2 separate regions of the Sus scrofa genome follow, and region 1 is linked to region 2. A link is a contact called in public Hi-C data. All regions are on one chromosome and are shown on one strand. Each heading gives the region's core, a stretch centred on a gene start, on an enhancer-like site or on the middle of the called end of the contact. The rest is flanking DNA. Distances are from core to core; before and after follow the strand shown.

Region 1 (2,700 bases), core at 144-2,643, 89 kb before region 2:
TCAGAAAGAGCTGTAAATTGTAAATTGATATGGTTAATTAGAAAACAGGGACTGAAAACAGAAATAGACTAACAGAGAGAAAAAAACAAACTTGTGGTTACCAAAGGGGAGAGGAAAGCAGGACAGACAAATTAGAAGTGAAGGATTAACAGACACAAAGGACTATGTCTAAAATAGATAAGCAACAAGGATAAACTGTACAGCACAGGGAATTATAGCCATTGTTATAATGTAAAGTGGAGTATAATCTGCAAAAATACTGAATCGCTATGCTGTACCTGAAACTTAATATTGTAAATCAACTATACTTCAGTTTAAAAAATAAAAAAGGAAGAGCGGCTTGCAGAAAGACTGACAGCATATCTGAGCTCTAAACCTAGCCAACTCATTTAACCTGGTCCCTATATTCCTTGTCTTTCAAATGAAGGGATAGGCTACTTGATGGGAATATTTGCACAGCACTTTGAGCCCTTTTAAAAACACGCATTGTGTAAAGAGACTTACAAAGTGCCAGCATAGAGTGCTAAAAAGTGTTAGTAGGCTTAAGAGTCCAGGAGCTTTAACCAAAGTTCTTGATCAGCGTGGTGACATAACGTTACCAGCATTTTATTATTAATCTGGTTGCGAATTACTGCTAAGATTGGGAAGGTGAGGCTGGAACTTCAGAGAGAGAGAGAGACCAGTAGGATGGCTGTTGCTAGAGTCTAGTAGAAGATGAGGGCATCCAGTACATTGCGGTAATGAAACCTGCTAGGAACGTGTTCTTAACAGGGCACACGCAAACTCGTTATTTAAAAGGAAGGGAAAAGGTCTTTTGAGTGTTTGGTTTTTTTTTTTTGCTGTTGTTGCTGTTTTCGTTTGTTTGTTTTTAAAGCAGCTACTGTAGAGGCTTGAGAGGCGAGGAGAGCTCATTTGGAATTAAAACAGTTAGATTCCTGGCTTCACCACCTCTAATTATGTAATATAGAGGAAGTCGCCTAACCTCTCTTGAACCTGGGTTTCGTTTTCTCCAAATTAAGGAGACAATCCCTACTTGGCCAGCATTTCTATGCACAAAACTAGGCAAGTGGCTTAGGGCACCTAGCAATGGCGCTGACGGGTGGCTCCCGCCTTCCCCCGGGTATCCTTAGGGCTAGAGCTGAGGAGCCAAGGACCGCTCAGGCCCGGAAAGCGGTTCCACCTGGAGACGGCGGCCGCGCACTCTGGTCCGGGGCCGGGCTGACCTCTGAACGCTGGCCCCACTTTGGACCAGGCTTCGCGCGGGAGGACGGCGCCTCCCCCGCCAGAGGGGCTCCGCGGACGCCGAGAGGGAGCGGGCGGCACCGGGCGAGAGACGGTGACGGCGCGGGAGGCTGGGATGGCCACCCCCACGCCGCCGCCCGCGAACTCGCCGGGAGTGCTGGGCCGCGCTGGCCGCGTTTGAAGTCTCCGGCGCGGCCGCTGGTTGGCTCGCGTGGGTCACGTGGCCCAGGCAGGAGTTTCCCCGACAGCTGGAGGCTGCGTGGGATCCGGCGGCGGCTCCGGAGCTCAGCGGTGCGGCCTTCCCCGCCCCCTCCCTCCTCCCCCGCCCGCTTCCGCCCGGCTTATTATCCTCCTTATTGACAAACAGAGCGGCCGCGGCGGCGACTCTCGGCGTGCGTTTGTGGCCAAGCCATGGGAGACAAGAAGAGCCCTACCAGGTAACAGCGCCCGGGCCCCCGGGCCCGGACTGTACAGGCGACGGGGCTCTCGCGGCGGGCTTCGGGCACTCGTCTCGCTCGCCGCCGGGGCAACGGGGCTAGAACGGGGGCGGCACCGCTGCTGCGCGAGCGCTGCCGCGTGAGGGGCCGGCGCCGGCCGCCCCACAATGGAGCCGCGATGGCGGAGGCCGGCGCGGCAGGCCGGGGTGTCCGAGCGGAGGCGGCGGCTGCGACCGCGCTCGCGCCCTCGCCTTCCTGACTCCCCTCCCCCTCTGAGCCCGAGGCGGGCGCGCCGGGCGCTGGCGGGGCGGGGGTCGCGGGCCTGGGGCGGGGGGCGGGGCGGGCGCGGCCGCGGGGCCCGGGCGCGGCCTGCTGGTGACCCCGCGCCGCGTCGTGTCCGGGTTGTGTCCTGCAGGCCGAAGCGGCAGCCGAAGCCGTCCTCGGATGAGGGTTACTGGGACTGTAGCGTCTGCACCTTCCGGAACAGCGCCGAGGCCTTCAAGTGCATGATGTGCGATGTGCGGAAGGGCACCTCCACCCGGTGAGTCCCGCGCCTGCCCTGCGCGCCGCCAGCCGGCGGGGTCGAGGCGCCGAGGACGCCCCTGCGGCTGCCGTCCCCTCCCGCGACACTCGCCCACCCGTCGGGCGGAGGCGAGACTGAGGTGGTGTCCGCGATAGGAACTGGGTCACGTTGATCGCGACCCTAGCGCTCGTTTGCGGTGAAGGGAAATTGAAGAGGCTGTAACGTTTCTTGCTGCCAAGAGAGAATAAATTATTAAAGAGAGGCATTAGCCACTGCGATTTAATGATTTAATTCATATCGCTGGGTGTAATGCCGCATCCCCCTTTCCCCAGCACACATTCCGGATGTAAGAACGTAGGCTGCATTGTTGTGTTAGTGTGTAGGAATCAAAGAAGCACCATGCAATCCTCTTTAGAAGCAAAAGATGTAATTTAATTTCCTTCCTCAAAAAAGTATCTGATTATAGAATACATAGTAGATTAAGCTTTTTTTTAATAT
Region 2 (2,738 bases), core at 126-2,625:
ATTTGGGGGAACTATTTAAGTTCTGCTTATGATTTTCAGATGCATAAGCAAGAAGTTACCCAGGTCAAGTTGACCTTGCTTATCCTGTAAAATAAGCTCAATTGCTTTGCTTGTTTTGGTTTTGTCTGCTCAGGGAATTAAGTCTGGTCTCTGTATTTGGTTTTAACTTATATGAAATGTCTGTTGACCAAGACCACAGATAGAACTGATACCTCCTTTGTGTGTGTGCCCACACCTTTACAGGCTTATAGCCTAAAGTCTTTATGGTTGCATTGAACTTATTTACAAGTATCCACTGTCCCACCCCATGCCCCTTCTAGACGTCTTTGTACCCAAAGGAACTGAGTGATGCTCCATAAATGCTCAATAAATGGAGTGGAAATACGGCTGAGAAAGAGGGAAAAGAAAAGGAAAGCTAAAGACAAAGCTCTTTAGGGAGAGTATTAATTGTTTTGGATATGCAAATAATGAGTCATAAGGATGATCCAAAAGGGAGGACCTCATGGATGGGTGGCAGGATACGCATCCTCAACATCATGACGTAATTAGATGTTGGGTGACAACGCTTGTGGAGGATGGAGCTTAAAAAATGGCTTAATGCAGAGTTCGCATCGTGGCTCAGCGGTTAGGGAACCCAACTAGCATCCCTGAGGACGCGTGTACGATCCCTGGCATCACTCAGTGGGCTGAGGATCCAGTGATGCCCTGAGCTGTGGTGCAGGTTGCAGAGGCGGCTCGGATCCAGCGTTGCTGTGGCTGCGGCGCGGGCCGGCAGCAGTACCTCCGATTGGACCCCCTAGCCTGGGAACCTCCAAATGACGTAGGCATAGCCCCCAAAAGACCAAAAAAACAAAAAACTTAATGACGAGCCTTCTCAGTCCAAGGTGTTTATCATGCGTTAAGCACTTTAATCTTTAAAACCACCCTAAGATGAGGATATCCTCTCCATTTTAGAGACGATCAAACATGCTCGGAAAATTGAGGTTGCTCAACATCCCAAGCTACCATGTGGAAGAACCATAATTAGAATTTGGGTCAGCTGCTTCCAACGCTCTGCTAGTTTCGCTGCACCTCTCCTCCACAGTTGGGAGCCGCAAGGTTCCGCGGACTCGCCCGCCGGGAGGGTTGCACTACCCCGGGACCCTGCGCGAGCCGCAACCCTCGCGCCCCAAGCCACCCGGCGCCCCCAGCCCTCCGCTTTCAGTGCGCCGGCGCGTCTGGCCGCCCGCCCTCTGGGGAGGGGCCCGGGGCGGAGGCAGTATCGGGGCTCCGGGGCGGGGTGTTAGCGCGCTCGCTAAGGTGGTGGGCGGGGAGGGAAGAAGGAAGGGGGAGGGCGCGAGGCCGCAGCGGAGGAGGAACTGTTGCGCCCGCGGCTGCGCGGTGCTGCTCCCTCCGCTCCAGTTCGCCCGAGCGGGCGCGGCGGCGACGGCGGAGGTGGCGGCGCGGGCCCGACGGGATGCGGCGCTACCTGCGCCTCGTGGTACTGTGCCTGGCCTGCGGCTTCTGCTCGCTCCTCTACGCCTTCAGCCAGCTCGCCGTGTCCCTGGAGGAAGGTGCGGGCGGCGGTGGCGGGAAGCCGCAGGCCGCAGCGGCTTCCTGGCTCGGGGGCGGCGGGCGCGGCGCCGCAAGAGGGGCGGGCAGCGCGGGCCAGGCGGCGCATCCCGGCCGGTCGGACAGGTACGAGCGGTTCCCTGTCGGGGGGCTGGGGCGAGGGGCGCCGAGTCGCGGGTCTCGATTTGGCCGGGGCTGCACGAGGGGCCGTCCCGCGCCTCCCGCCACCGGGCCCGCGTCTCCCGCTTCTTTGCTGCCGACTCTGACCCCCTTTGCTCGTTTCCCTCCTTCCCCTCACCCTGGGGGTGAGCCTGGCGCTACTCCAGCCTGAAAGCACCCACGCTTTTTGTGTTTGTCTTCTTACCCATTGGTTATGCACTATTCAAAGCAGTTAGAAATTAATTTTCAACTTTTAAATGATAGTTGCATCTCCCCCCCACCTTCTTAGGAGTCATTGAAAATTAGAGGGTCCTACAAAAGCCTCTTGCTGTTTGGCTAGTGGGAATTCCCTCTTGTTTCCATGGCGTTCAAGTTGAGATATTTAAACATCGGGCTGACTCCCTAGTTCAGTTTCCACCCCCTCCTGAATGGGACGTCTCATTTTCTTGTTAACGCTTACATTTTTCATTAGCCGGTTAGTTAAATCTGGACAGAGCATTTTATAAGGATTGTGAATTTTTCTTTAGGAAACAATCGGTCTATTGTGAAACTTATAGCGAGTTAAGAAAAATAAGCGATACTTAAGCTCACGTCCTTTGTGAGTTGGGATAGAGGTGGCTTTCTTTAAGAATCGGAGTTTAAAAAGCAGCATAGTGACTTAAGTGGATTTACGCAAATCACTGCCAGCGTTGAAATCAACGTGAGATTTAAGCGAAAAAAAGAATGCAGCGCATTACGAATGCTTAACCAAATCTGAGCGTTTCCACTTCCTTGAAAAAGAGGCGCCTCTCTTACTCGGGAGAGCTCCCTTAACAAGAGGCAAAAGCTGCTTTGATATTGGAGAGTATCGGGTTGGTTGGAGGAGTGCAGGTCAGCTGTAGGCTGTTTAACATTCTTCTGAGAGTTGATGGTCATTCCCAAAATGAAAGGGGACGTTTGAACAGAGGAGCAGAGCCCATGGAAAAGCTGGATTGTCATGATTTCACCCAGGGGTTTGATTACAGTCAGGACTTTGTTCATAAAAGCAG

Evidence for each region. A called contact is a pair of places that touch in the nucleus more often than the background predicts.
Region 1: a Hi-C map of fetal skeletal muscle shows a contact between it and region 2, with 2.3 times the contacts expected there. The contact joins the promoter of YAF2 here to the promoter of GXYLT1 in region 2. A contact is called at or near these places in 1 of 5 promoter capture datasets (liver), 18 of 47 Hi-C or Micro-C datasets (alveolar macrophages, blood, brain and 10 more) and 2 of 2 datasets of contacts at active chromatin or transcription factors (alveolar macrophages and skeletal muscle).

The regions. Positions count from the first base shown.
Region 1 is chr5:73,496,040-73,498,739 of Sscrofa11.1, reverse strand. It overlaps YAF2 (YY1-associated factor 2), which reads left to right and starts at 1,393. Exons shown (of 7, transcript XR_002344163.1): 1 at 1,393-1,679; 2 at 2,095-2,220.
Region 2 is chr5:73,406,947-73,409,684 of Sscrofa11.1, reverse strand. GXYLT1 (glucoside xylosyltransferase 1) reads left to right here and starts at 1,375. Exons shown (of 10, transcript XR_002344161.1): 1 at 1,375-1,677.